Linked DNA regions of Mus musculus: regions 2 and 3 are each linked to region 1. The links are chromatin contacts, called in public Hi-C and HiChIP or PLAC-seq maps. All regions are on one chromosome and are shown on one strand. Each heading gives the region's core, a stretch centred on a gene start, on an enhancer-like site or on the middle of the called end of the contact. The rest is flanking DNA. Distances are from core to core; before and after follow the strand shown. Region 1 holds the start of 8430430B14Rik (RIKEN cDNA 8430430B14 gene). Region 2 overlaps Thada (thyroid adenoma associated). Region 3 overlaps Thada (thyroid adenoma associated).

What was found. Hi-C and Micro-C count contacts between places; a contact is called where the count stands out from the background. HiChIP or PLAC-seq counts read pairs in DNA pulled down with a chosen protein or histone mark.
Region 2: a Hi-C map of bone marrow-derived macrophages shows a contact between it and region 1, with 22 read pairs. The contact joins the enhancer-like site here to the promoter of 8430430B14Rik in region 1. A contact is called at or near these places in 2 of 39 promoter capture datasets (the C10 cell line and liver), 1 of 484 Hi-C or Micro-C datasets (bone marrow-derived macrophages), 5 of 115 datasets of contacts at active chromatin or transcription factors (T-cell acute lymphoblastic leukemia, acute myeloid leukemia, double positive thymocytes and 2 more) and 1 of 9 other capture datasets (embryonic stem cells).
Region 3: a contact with region 1 is called in an H3K27ac HiChIP or PLAC-seq map of microglia, with 6 times the contacts expected there. The contact joins the enhancer-like site here to the promoter of 8430430B14Rik in region 1. A contact is called at or near these places in 2 of 484 Hi-C or Micro-C datasets (CD4 T cells and bone marrow-derived macrophages), 9 of 115 datasets of contacts at active chromatin or transcription factors (T-cell acute lymphoblastic leukemia, effector CD8 T cells, embryonic stem cells and 6 more) and 1 of 9 other capture datasets (embryonic stem cells).

Annotation. Positions count from the first base shown.
Region 1 is chr17:83,995,930-84,000,580 of GRCm38.p6, reverse strand. It overlaps 8430430B14Rik (RIKEN cDNA 8430430B14 gene), which reads right to left and starts at 2,029. Exons shown (of 2, transcript NR_130994.1): 1 at 1,876-2,029.
Region 2 is chr17:84,291,425-84,296,075 of GRCm38.p6, reverse strand. The region is part of intron 29 of Thada (thyroid adenoma associated); the gene reads left to right. Among named protein-coding and RNA genes, the nearest start is that of Gm24492, 6.0 kb to the right of the region's middle. Within about 2 kb of position 2,680, at least 33 of the 459 cell types and tissues checked have an H3K27ac peak or open chromatin away from gene starts, as enhancers often do. A contact at or near this core is called in bone marrow-derived macrophages and liver, where this site is marked.
Region 3 is chr17:84,263,969-84,268,619 of GRCm38.p6, reverse strand. The region is part of intron 30 of Thada (thyroid adenoma associated); the gene reads left to right. Among named protein-coding and RNA genes, the nearest start is that of Gm24492, 21 kb to the left of the region's middle. Within about 2 kb of position 2,004, at least 74 of the 459 cell types and tissues checked have an H3K27ac peak or open chromatin away from gene starts, as enhancers often do. A contact at or near this core is called in bone marrow-derived macrophages, heart atrium, hepatocytes and 2 more, where this site is marked.

The DNA.
Region 1 (4,651 bases), core at 780-3,279:
ATGGCAGCCACATGCCAAACACACCTGCCTTGCCAGCCCCTTCCCTGGGCAATCTTTGTTCTGGGGACACCTTCCTTGGGTACATCCTACGCACCAGTCCTCCAGACACACCCCGTGGACTCAGCCTCAGATTCCCAAAGGTCCGGCCTCCACCCTGCAGAAAGAACAGGTCTGACCCACTGGGCTGGGGGAAGCTGAGTCGCAGACCTCAGGCTGAATAGCTGCTTTCTTCTCACTCCCCTCCCCTCCCCAGCAGAGCGATCACTCATTAACCCTTCAAACCAGATAACCCTTCATGGGGGAAGAGAACATGTGCTTATCCTGGGTCATAAAACATCAATATTGACTTCTCAGGGTAAGGCCAAAGGGGATATGGGGGCTGGTGGGGCTTCCCCTCTGTGGTGCTGAGGGGCCGGCTCACCTGACTTCCTTCTCTGTGGGGAATATCTAAACCAGGTCTCCAATACCTGAAGAAGCCCGATCCCTGCCTGCTCCCCTTCAAAGGCAATCCCTACACCAGGGGCTCAACTCTTCTCTGCTCCTGGAAGGTATTTAAGGTCCCTCTCTTTCTGTATGGGGGTCCCTCTAATCTGACCACAGCCCAAGGTCCTAGGTCTGGACACAGTCTGTCACTGCTATCTTTCCTAACTCTGGGATCTGGACAAGTGATGGACTTGTGTCTCCTTTTTCTAATTTGTGAACGTGGCGTAGAACAGCCCCCTAGCGCATAAGCTATTAGGCTAGTCAACGGAGATCATGTTCAGGAGTGTGTGCTCCTATAGAAGGTGTCCCTCTCTACCTCTGCTCTTGGTATGTGTATCTCTTTATGCCTTCCTCCTTGCTCCTGGCCAAGCTTCACCATCATCCTCGTCCCTCTGGCACATAGTGAGTTAACTCCTTGGTCTCCATTAGGGGCGAGAGGAGGGGTCTACACCTATGTGGGTCTCCAGAGAGCTCCACATCACCTCGAGGGCAACATTCATCCATACATTGCATTTGCCTCTTTGACTCCTCCAGAGGACGAGGCGCCCAGTGGGGGAATTTTCAGTCCCTTCTGAAAGGGACCTCTCCTGAAAGCCGGGCTGGGCAAGCACAGGTAGTAGTAGAATATCCTTGAGCCCCACCCAGGGCCTGCGCCCTCCCCTCTCCTTCTCTTTGTCCCTTCCCTACTCCAGCCTCGCCTTGCCTGAAGCTGTGGGACACCCAAGGCCCCAGTCCTGAGAGCTTCCAGAGGGGCTGTAACCCTGGGTGCTGGTCAATGATTAATACTGAGCAAACTCAGGACCAGGCGAGGGCTCCCAGCAGGGCTGGGATCAGACAAAGGCCCCCCTGTCTGGCTGAGACACCATCTTGGTGAACAGTTACTGATTACCCTGTCAACTCCAGCAGAGAGGTGGGGTGGGTGGCTGCTATCTCGCCAGGGTGGAGGGTGCTCTGGAGGTGGGGGAACGTGGGTGGGAGATGGGTTAAGCTCTTGAGCTCCGGCTTCACTTTTATGAGCTGCACGGGGTGAGGCTGGTAGCATGAGGGTCTGCGGTGCTCAGGGTGTTTCCGTACCTGTCTGTCACAGGGTTGAGGAGAGACAGGTGCCTGCCTCCAATAACAGCTCTCGGCCACTCCCTTCTAACGTTCCAACACTTCCTCCCTTCCTTACAAAACCGGTTGTCTTCTTTGTGCTGGGCCATAGAATCCCCCTGGCTGCCCCACCACCACTTAGCCCCACAAACTTCTATGTTTTCCGCCTCACCTCGAAATGTTCTTAAAAATTCTTCCTCCCTCCCTTCCTCCTCTTCTTCCTCCTTCAGGAACCTCTGTCAGTTTCCTACCTTGTCATCCTGGTCTCCTCCTGCCTGGGTCCCGTCTGCTACATCTTACCTTAATGGTGCTCATCTCTTTCCAGGGTCTTCCTGCACTGGGCACCCTCTGCTTCCATGTCTTGCTGCCCAGCCTTCAGCGCACCACAGGTGCATGGCCTAGGCCAGCTCTGCCTGGCAAGTCGGGGGACTTCAGTTCCAAGGACAGAACAAGTAGGGAGTGAACAGAGTGCCAGGAGAGCTGGAGGGGCCCGTGGGACTCCTCCACACCCCTCGCTTTTCCTCTAGGACTAAAGACTGGAGATTAGGAGACAATGGGCATACCAGTGGGCACAGTTCACCCTGCACAGAGATGCTGGTGTCTATGATGTCCTTCATTGACAGAGCCACCTCGCCGTAGGCAAACACCCCAGCTAGGCATAAGGAGTACCTTCTGAGGGCCTGAGGGGGAATGCCATTGGGAGGTGAGGGGAGCTCAGAAGACCCCGTGGGGGCATTCCACTGCCAACTGCATCCCCCACTATCCTGGTCCTGGAGTTGCCTTAGCTTGTGAAGTTCATTAAGTCCAGACTTGCCCTGAGGACCTTAGCGATGAAGAACAAGGGCACCGAGACCCAAGTGAAAGGCAGGGAGAGCGAGGGCGAGACTAGTAAGTGGGCTACAGTGGGTGGATAAGGTGAGCGCCCAGGGGCCAGCTCCCCGGAGGCCAGCTCCTCTCTCCCTTGCCCAACAGGTTTTCTGGGCAGAAAACTCAGCTCCTAAATCTAATCTCAACAGGAGGGCGCCACCTGCTGTTGGGGAGGCTAATGTGCCCCTTGCAGATTGGACTGGAGAACTTGGCGTGGAGGCTCCTCAGGGAACAGATGCTCAGTTTGGGACTGTAGTGCATGGACTGAGCCTAGAAGACTCTCAGCAGGCTTAACTGCAAACCATGAGGCGCCTCCCTCCTCTTTGCCTTCTACGGCTCCACTCATTCCGGCCACCCTAAGGGAGTCTCTTGTCTTCAACTGGACCTCCAGTGTCCACAGCCCAGTGTCCTCAACCTCCTTCAAGGCTTCTTGTAAGAGCTAATATTGGGACGGGGGCTTCAGGGCCAGAATTCTTTCCCAGAAGCAAGCAGGGCTCAGCCTGCCGCTGGAGCCGGGCCGCTCTGAGATGGGCAGGGTGGGCTCCGCTACATCTTCCGCTGAGGAGTTGGGCTGACACCTTTGTGCCTCCTCCTAAAGGCCTCTTGGCATGTTTCTGCTCTAGGCAATAGCTGGGGACCCAGGTTCCCCTCCAGGACCACCTTCCCTGATACCCTACTATCTCACAAGACTGATTCCTTCATGCCTCACTAAATTCCTGCGCGACCTTACTGATTTCTAACGCCCCTTGCCTGGCTCACACATCTCTTCTGACCTGTCCAACTTCATTTGCAACACTCTTTCATGGTGTGGAACTCTACTTGGTGGGGCTTACTCCACACTCTCCAGTGGGGTTAGCTCCCATATGCATGGATTGCCACCCCCCCCCCCCCTTAGGCTTCGTAGATTGCCGTACTGGGAGCTTCCCGCATTAAATGGAGCTTCCTGAAAAGAGTCAGCCTCCATATCTACAGCCTAAGAATTGGGCAGGAGTGAACAAATGAGCACATGAGTAAATCCATAGCCAAAGGTGAGAACCCAAAAATGTAGTGTTCTGATCAAACAGAAGAGCAGCTGCTCAGGCCTGGCCCATGCTCTCGCTCCTTCTCTGAGTGCTATCTCCCACCCCGATTGCCTAGAGATCCTTAGGAGACCTACGTGGGCACCATTCTAGGAGCCCCTAGCGGAACCCCAAGCTCAGAATGATCTTCCCTGACTATACGTCTTTCTCCCTGTGTCCAGGAGCTAGCCCCATCTCTCGGACAGCCACCAAGAGTTCCTCATCTTATAAGTGGACAGGTCTCCTTTTGCAACAGGGAGCTCGGCTCAGGATTGGTCAGGGGACCCAGGTTGTTCCACCTGGCTGCTGTCTGGCTGTGCAACTGGCCACCCTCAGAAAGCTCCTATTACGACGTTTGGACCTCAAGCCTTTTCTGGTCTCATCAGAGGCTATCTCATGACCTGTAACACCATGACCTTTCTGAGAGCAAGGGAAACATGGAAAGCGTGGCTTCTGTGGGTAGGCATGGAAGATCTCCCACCAACATCCCCGCCCCCAGTGTGAATAAGTCATTTCACATTGACTTACTAAGAGGGAAGCTATCCACAGTACCACACACTTAAGAAGCCCCACAGAGAGGTCTTCTGCTGATGGCTAGAGGCCTCATTCAGGTGTCCCTTGGAATCAGCCTCAGATACCCACAGTCCCTCCCAACATCTTTATTACAGCCTAAGGAGACCATAAGCAGAGTCGCTAGGCAAAGCTGTTTCCAAATTCCTCAACTACCAGGAGTCTGAGTGAATACCTTACTTGCAGCTGCAGTTGTAGGCCAGTTCATTCTGCCACACTAGGTAACCATTGTAGAGTTAGATGCTTTTACTGCAGTAAGCGCCTAGCCACGAATTCACAACGAGTCTTAAAGAAAGGCTTGATGTCTCGAGTCAAAAGTGCTAAGCCACCAGAGGAACTTACACAGGCATGTGGGTGGCAGGGTTGAAAATCACACTCCATGGGCTGGTGAGGTGGCTCAGTGGTTAAGAGCACTGGCTGCTCTTTCACCTTCAAGTCCCAGCAACTACATGGTGGCTCACAACCATCTGTAATGAGATCTGATGCCCTCTTCTGGTGTGTCTGAAGACAGCTACAGTCTATTCATAGATAAAATAAATAAGTAAATCGAGAGAGAGAGAGAGAGAGAGAGAGAGAGAGAT
Region 2 (4,651 bases), core at 1,431-3,930, 290 kb before region 1:
GAGATCTGATGCCCACTTCTGGTGTGTCTGAAGACAGCTACAGTATATTCACATGTATAAACTAAATAAATAATTCTTTGAAAAAAAAAAAACCCAAGTCCTTAATACCAAAAAACACCACAATAATAGAGGACAGTGACAGTGGGAAAATTGCGTGGCAGATGTACGGAAATCCTTTGTAATGTCTTCACAACTTTTTAGTAAATCTAAAATTACTCTAACCAAAAAGTTTACCATGAGATTAAATATAAAAATAAGATTAGATCTATGCTATTTATAAAGGACAACTAAAACTGTAATTTAATAAGAGAAATGAAATGAATGTTGTATGTGTGCATGTATTTAAGAATCTAAGGCAGAAGAAAGTTGATGAAGCAATCTCAACATTAGACAAAAATAGCATGAGGCAAAAAGGCATAAAAAGGGATTAAGAAGGAATTACTGGTAAAAGAACAATTCTCCAAACCAGCAGAGAAATCATGAAAATTTCCGACACTAAGAGCATTGCTTTAATTTTCTTAAACGTTAAAGTGTTTAGAATTAAAGAAAAACTAGAAAAATGTGTATTGTTTATCATTTTCAACTCACATTGCTACAAGGCAGAAGAAAAGGGATGTGTAATATTGAAGAATAGTCTTCAAAATAGACAATTCACAAATAATCACATTATGATAACTCAAAACTGGCTTCAATGAATTTCAGAAAAGGGAATGTCACCAGAGATGCTCAGCTTCTATGGAAATGCTTAAACTTGTAAAAACTCAAGTAATACATTAACAAAAAAAAAAAAAAGTCATAACAGAAAGTTCCAAATATTTAGATCTGGACAAGAATGGAAGTACCACAAAGTGATAATGTAAGACGGAGTTCAGATGGCTTTAAAGGGACACATATGGCTATAAATGAGCATATCAAAACTAAAGTGTTAATAAAATATTCACCCAGCTTAAAAATTTAGTTGAAGAAACATAGAATGAACTCAGAAAAAGTTTAAGAGAGATAAAAGTTTAATAAAGAAAAAATATATGCTAACAAAAACAAAGTTAAATACCACATAGAGCTTACCAAGTATTAAAACTGCTGTTTTGGGCTATCAAACAAAGTTAGTGCTCAGTGCTGGGTGTGTGGGAGATTAAAATACAAGGAAATTGCAATTTGCATGAGTTCATTATTTTCTGGGTTGTGCTAGAAGATGGATGAAAGTCAGCAGCAGCAACTGACCCTACATTATACTACACATGTAATGTCAAATAGGGTGTTATCTTTTAATTTAGGCTTAATCTAACATTTCATAGTTTATTTTGTTGCCCAGATGTCTCTGGTTTCAGCCACTGTAAACTCAGGTTTGTTCTTGTCTCTTTAACATACTTCCATACTTTTAGTTTGATTTGTTGCTTTTTCTTTTCTGGCATTACAAGATGTTTTCAGCTCACCTAGGTCTAGAATTAGTAATCTCCCAAGAAGCCCTGATTCCTTTTATTGGCAAATGATATTAGACACCAAAATCACAATAGTGTGTACTCATTGCTACTGAGGTACCACTAATTCTAGATGTGCTCTTTAAACAGAGTTAGGAAACCCACATAAATATATTAACCTATTTATATGCACACATAATTTTTCTATATCAGTCTGCATCTGTGTTAAGCTAGCAGGAGACCATACTGATTTGATTCTGGTGCAGTACTGTATAGCCCATTCTATTTTACTTTCTTATCTGTAGCCTCTCACTTAAGGAGCAAGAAATCTAGGGTTTATTAATTTTAGATAACAGTTAGTTTCAGTATGATGCTTTCATATGTATATATGGAATCAATATAGATGTAGACATAGACCATACTCACCTCTATTACAGACCGAGGTCTTTCTGGCCAACCCTGCAATTCCTACAGTCTGGTCCTTGCACTTAGAGAAACAGGCTTTCTTTCTCACAGTAGAAGTACATAGAGGTAGGCATGCTGTGTATATATCTAGGCTGCTAGAGCCTCTGTCCAAACCTTCTGAGCATTCATAATTGTCAGCATCTGACTTTATTTTCATTTAGCACTTGGGCCTCAATCAGAAAACAGCCAGCAGAATGATAGCTCTTGACTTCAAGAAAGGTTAAATTGTATTGCACATACTTAACACATGGCCTTCAGGAATGGAGCTGAACGTTTAGAATATCAGTCTTTATCACGTGTTGTCTGAGGACAGCCAGTAAACCTGGAGTACCAAATTTAATTTGGAAAGAGATATTAGTTCTGTATGTTTTTCACAGTAAATTCAAAGAGTACTTTGAAAATGACTTGAGCAAACCAGGGGCCATTTTTGAAAAGCAACTGATACTAGTTTTTAGAAAATTGTTAGCTAGGTTGTCTCAGCTACTTGGGAAGGATCTGGAATCAAGACCGTGCATCATACAGAGTACATGTACCCTGACAGTTTAAATGTAGCAAGGCACAGCGAGGTGGGGAAATACAGATGTTTTCTCAGTGGTCTCTCCATACACCAAAGATTTTCTGGTTATGAAAAAGACAGACCCAGAGGAGGGCTGTTGTGTTCCCTACAGGCACAACTTTAACCCTGCTGTAGGTGTTGGCTCTCAGCTACACCAGCGCTGAGCAGCTTCACGGCCGTGTGCTCTAGAGTTGAGTTGTGAACACCGACACAGATCTCACAAGATTCTCTTGCAAGATGATTTGCTTGCTTATGCCTTGTTTTCTTCCTCTTCCTGGAGCCTTTGCTGAGACAGACTCTCAGTCTGCTTCCTTCACTATCACCCCTGTCAGCAGTTCTGTAACAGGATTAAAGGGATACCACAGTTTCCAAAAATAGAGGTTCAAGAGGCTTACTGCCCAGCCCAGGGAAATCAAAATATTCAGTTTTATATTACTTGGGATACAGGTTTTCAGTGACCCACTTTGAAACTTTGTGTGTAGAAATTGAAAATGGTTACAAAATCACTTTTGTATAAACTTCAGTTGGAGTTCATTGGAACTTTATCTGAACAGTTTTTTAGAAAGAATTTCACAAAAAGGTAGATTATCTCTTGTCTTCTAATAACTGGAGGGATAAAGAACAAATCAGGCAGGGACTCTAAGTGTTTTTACCATTTTAAAAGAGGAAATGTCATGTTTTATTGTGACTACTTTGTTCCTACTTGGTTGTAGTTTGAGATTTAGCCCTGGGTGTTTTGTTGTTGTGGTTCTGTTTGTAATGCTCCATCGGCATTGTGAACAGAGAACTGTGAGATGCAAAGAGGATTGAGTCTGAGGGTTGGGTCTGCGTAGTCCTGGACTTGGTATTATCTTCCCCTATTTTCTAGATGTTTGACACAGGCAGGCCATGTAAACTTTGCACAATAGCCTATCCTTTGATATATAAAGGTACCATAATTTGCACTGTTGATATGAAAAGAGATGTTATGGTGTGGGAGAGCTGGTTCAGTGGTTAAGAGCACTGGCTGCTCTTGCAGAGGCCCTGAGTCTGGTTCTAGAACCCATGTCATGCAGCTCATAACTGCCTGTAACTCCAGCCCTTTCCTGATCTCTGTGAGCACCCACTTATACATGGCATACACTCAGACAGACGTGTGTACATACAGAATAAATAAATAAACAAATATTCTAGTTAAAAAGTAGAGCTACTATATATGCAAGTTTCAAATGCAGTGGTGGCTGGCAACTGTCTTTCATAATAATGATGAAGATAATGTGAAGTTTAAAATGCCATTATAAAAAATTATTTGTTACAAAATAAAATTTAAAATAAATACATGGATAAATAAAATCACTACTCAGACAAATATAAAATGAATATGTACAAAGTTGTATTTAATTCATTAGTTAATAAAGGAACCAGAAAACTTTTTATGGTCAGTCCAATGAACACTTGAAAACTCGGGCATCTGCAGGCAATGAAACGTAAATGCTAGGATAGGATTTCTGAATTCGATGTAAAACAATTTAATATTCAACAGATTACAACATTTATTTTGTTTCTCTGGGCAGAAATTATGGCCATCTCTATTTCACAGCAGCCTTCAAGTTTGTAAGTAACTTAATAGTCTAGAACTTTTAATCAGTACTGGCAATAAGATGTTGTGAATGCATTTCTCTACTACAACAAGGCTACAGTCTGTAATGGTCAAGTCAAATCAGGTCCTCATTGTGTTTTGAATAAAGTTTTATTGAAGACTGTGCCTCTTTTTTGTTGGTTGGTTTTTTTTTTTTTTTACATGTTTTCTATAGCTGCTTATACTTGTAAGAAAGACCCAAAATTTGTATTGTATTTATTCTCTGGCCCTTCATAGGAAAACTTTGCTGACTACTGCCCTTAAAGAATCCATGATCTTATACATACTTATTTTGATAGAGTTATCCCATAATGGTTAATGGTTTGTGTGTTATTAGAAATAGTACTGGTTTTACACTTAACTCTAAAGTTTCCGTTGCCTTTATGGGGAATAGCCTTAATTTCCATGTGCTGACCTTGTGCTGTACCCTGCCAAGTTTACTAGATCAGTGTCCCTTTAAAACCTACGTGACTCTATCATGTACAAACGAAAGCACTTGTTTTAGTCAGTCACTTTCAGTGTAATATTGAGTAGGAGTTGTCAGAATGAACAAGCTCGCATTTCCTAATCATAGAGGGAGAGCATTCAGTCTTG
Region 3 (4,651 bases), core at 755-3,254, 270 kb before region 1:
ACTTTGAAAAGCTCTCTCAAGCAGGACTCAGAGGAAACGGCTTGTTTACCTTGGCTGTGACTTGGGATTACAATTATATTGGGCTTCAGTTTTTTCAGAAGTGGTTTGTTATCTTGTGTTTCCCTCAGCCATAAAAGAGTAAATATGTATTGGATGTTCCTTTTAGAAAACTTGATGACATAAACCATGTGTGTGGGTACACGTGTGTTAATCCTACTACTTAGGGGTACGGAGACAAAGGGGCTGTTGCAAATTTCAGACCAGTCTGAGCTACTCAGTGAAACAGTTTCAAAAAAACAAACCAAACTGAAGAAGATAAGCAGGTGAGCTTTGTGTGCTGCTGGGCTCTGGGGTGGGGAATGGGATGGCCGAAGGGAAACATTCTCTACAGAACTTCATCCCTGGTTTTCCTTGGCTATCATTCATAGCAAGGAAAAATAATTTGAAAAACAATATAAAAGTGAAATCTACTCTTAGCACAGTTCTCTGTGGTTACATCATCTTTTTCCTTTTTTTAAAAAACATAGCTAAGGTTCTATTAAGTATAAAAGTTATAGCTTCCTTTTTTTCACTTGGCAATATGAAAATATTTGCTATTATTATTACTTAAAACTTTATGGCTGCTATGGAAAATGGTATCACACTTCCTTAAAAACTGGAAATAGAATCAGTATCTAATCCTGCAGTTCTCCGTCTAAGTTCAGAGAAAGAGAAAGCAGGCTTCGATGGTTGTACTGCTATGCTCAGAGCAACGTTCTTCCTGGTCACCAAACCACAGAACAGCAGTGTTCATTGCTGACAATGTAAGCAAAATATGCTATATACATATGGTAACATTAGTCCATCTTTAAAAGAGAAGTTCCCATCCTCAACTAGGGATTGAACCCAGGCCTTTCCACATGCTAGGCCAGTGCGCTGCCACAGCTATATCCCCAAGCAGCAAGAGAGATCTGACCTGTGCCACCACATGGAGGTACCCCGAGAGATGGCTGGCTGAGCAGATAGTTCATAGACACAGAAAGTAGAGCTGTCATTGGCAGCGTGTGATGGGACAGCCAAGAGATAGAAGTGCTGGGGTTAACATAGTAACTTCATACTTAAAACATTTAAAAATAGCAAGTACAAACAAAAACTAAAATCTCTATTATTTCTTCAGAGTTTTTTTTTTTTTCAATTTGGGGAATTGGGGGGTTGATTTTTCCTATCACTATCCATCTCTACAAAAAAAATAATTTTGCCTAATTTTGCCTTTTTGATTAACTAGGAAAAGAATCTTTTGTTGAAAAGTGGGCTTAAGCATCTCTCTGTGTGTCTCTATGCCTGTGTGTGTGTGTGTGTGTGTGTGTGTGTGTGTGTATGTATGAGGGGGCGGAGAGAGAGAGATTGGGCTTATTGGTTTGTTTTGCTGGGTTTTTTGAGATTGGTCTCATTATATAGTTCTTACTCTCCTGAAACTCACCAAGATCCACCTGCCTCTGCCTCCCAAGTGCGCTGGGATTAAAAGCATATGCCACTATAATTGGCTTCATTGCTCTACTTTGCCTTCATTGCTGCGTGTGGTGTGGAGTCAGTCTGTAACTCTGGCCTTAGGTTTCATTTCTAAAAGCAGACTAAGTCTCTTGAGAGGCAGCGCAGTGCTACAGCTGCTGTACGTTGTGAGACCCTCGTCCCACAAACAGTGCATGGAGACCTTGCCAAAAGTTTAAGGGTTTTTAAAAGTTATTTTTGGAATGCCTACTTTGTACCAAGCTCTGGATGAAGCAATCAATATATATGATTCCATGAGTTTATCTCAAAATGCTCTTGGTATTAGAAAATTAACTTTTCTGTGTTGACACACCCTATGTATAACACTAGTTTAGTTTGGCATAAGTTCAAGAGATAAGGCAAACAAGTATGGTTATGTTTTCAACTTTTACTTTCAATGTTTTAACACAGTAACTGACACGCTTTAACCTTTTGTTTCTGGTTCATAAGGACTTTTCCCTGGGCTTTCCCAGGGTACCACTAGGGCCTGGGTGTACTGTGTGCTCTGCCAGGGGTGCCAGGTAACAAACAAAAACTTGTTCAGATCCTGGTAGCAAGCCATGTGCTTTATGTCTCTTTGTGTGTGCTTGTTTGCACATTCTGTCTTGCTAGCCTCCTCCTGGGAGAGTGGGGATGGTGATAGCTTTAATTTTACTTTGAGACAGACAGAGCCTTGCTCCTTAGCCTAGGCCAGCCACGGCCCTCCTACTGCTGGGATGACACTGGGACACTACCACTCTGGCTCTGGTCATTGCTTTTAATAGAGCGTGCTTTACACACATCACTGCTGTACTCACCCAGCCACTTCTCCCATTAGGATCCCACAGGAGACTGTGACTCCTGGTCTTGGCACTAACAAATGCCAGGTTGGCTGGTAGCAAGTTTTCATTCCAAACAATAGTTCCTGATGCTCAGGGTAGAATGCTGGAATCACCGGGGAAGATTTAAAACCTCCCAGTGTCAACTCCCACCCTGAGAGACTCTGCTGTAGAAATAAATGCCTTTGCCTTCCCAAGTCCACTGAAGCCAGGGACCCTCATGTGGTCCTTGTTCCAGAGGGTCGTGTTACATTTTCATCTTTTAAGATGTGGCTAAAGTAGAACAGGCAGTACTTGGGTCAGTTTGTTTATCAGCCTTTTCTGGGCGAGGCCAGACTGACTTAGGCACTGCAACTATTTCTTAAAACCACAGTGCAGTGTAAAGAGGGCAACAAAACAGGTTCTCAGGCAAACTCCTGGATCTGGGATTTAAATACGGAAAACCCTGTGAAGTCCCTATGCATTTGCAGAGATGTAACCCTCAGAGGTCAGGAGAACCCATCCATCTACACAGCTGAACAGGCGTGGACCCCACTGAAAACTGCTAATATCTGTACTCAGCTGCCAAGTCCTTGTCAAGCTTTTTCCTGGACCTTACTGCCTCCATGTGTCCAGACACTGCTTGTCATGTTGGACTGTCTAAAATAGAGCTGCTCAGATAGAACGTGTTCTCAGAAGTCACTAGTTAGACTGAAGGTAGGACCTGAGCACCTAAATACTTGGCCAGCTCCAAGTGAGAGCTGCTGTTGACCCTGAGACAAAGTTCATAGTTTATGAACTTAGCAAAGGCTAAGCCATCAGCCACTGTAGTTCTAGCACCCAGTTAGAAATGTTCTTCCCATGCTCATGGCCTTACTCCCCCTTGCTAGGCAGAAGCAGACTCAAGACTTCCAAAGCCATCAGGCCTGCAGCCTCTCCCAATGTCAGGGCTGCATGGTACCAGGACACTGTGGGAAAGTTATATTTCTTGGTTCAGGCAGCCATCCCTGTGGCCTCAGGGCCTGTGGGAGGACTGGTGCTCTGTTGGCATGCAGTTGGCTATTTGTCATTCTGTTAAATAAATCTTATAGTCTGATGAGGAAAATAGGCTTTTGAGAATATGAGAATAGATCTCAAGGTGAGTAAGAAAAATGTGTGTGTGTGGGGGGGGGGGTTGGTTGGTTGTTTCAGTAAAATGGTGTTGATGAAGGGAGTAGGTATGGGAGAGCTTGTGTTTGTGGGCCCACTCTAGTACTTGGCCCCTCAAGCCAGCTCTGACTTGCAAACTGTGAACTGTAACACGGCTCACCTCCTTCTCAGCTTCCTTTGATCACTCCTCCCACCCCTGTGTCCCCCTTCTTTACTAGTCCCCAGTAAGCTGAGTGCTGTTCCCCTTGAGGGCCTATGGGTTTAAGAATGTGAGTAAAATGTGCTTATAGAGACAAGGCTGGGGCTTGCTTGTGTGTGGCAGTCCCAGGTCTTCCCCAGACGTCTATAGCCAGCTTCAGAATCTGCTCTAGAAAGAATTCCATTTGCTTCACAAGAGCTGAAGACAGCATTTTTTTTTTCTAACCACCAGATTTATTCACACAAGAGACTACACTGCCAGGGCAGAAAGACTGGGGCTTGGGTCTGATTCTACTTTCCCATGGCCCCAGCCTCTTCCCAGTCTCCTGTGTTCTGGACTGCTCTCCTCCACAGGAAGTAGCTCGCTCTTTTGCAGTGACCTGAGAAACAGTGTGGCTAAGCCCTCAGCCTGCTGCAGCTTGCTGTCCCACCTCCATTGCCACTGGCAGGAGTCCAGCCCAAAGGGGCTGTTGTAGTAGGGTGATCGTGGGGCATTGTAAGGCTATCATTTGTGGTCCCTGCCAAGACTGGAAGACACGCGAGTCTCAACAAGGCTAGCTAGTCACGTAGCACACCTGCTTTTGTGGGGGGGTGGGCTGGGCTGGACTTGGTGCTTTCCGTTCCTTTTTCTCTTTTCTTCCCCCACCTCTCCTTTTTCTCCCCCCCCCCCTTCTTTTGTCTAAAAGGTTTCCCCAGCAGTCCCTCTTCTTGACATCTGAGGGACAGACAGATTGAGTGGGAATGTGACCACTGCCTTGCTCTCAGTCTGAGACTCTGGGGAGAGGAGACTACCATTAGGACTTCTTCAGTCCTCTAACTCAGCCTGTTGAGGTCACCTTCAACCTGGTGAAGAACTGATGGGGGAGGTGGGATTGGTGTATTTTAGATCCAGACTTCTTCCCTTTCAGACATCTCAGGAGTGTTTAAGGCCAGGACACCTTGAGATCCTGTTTGTATTTTTAAAACAATAGAAGTATGAA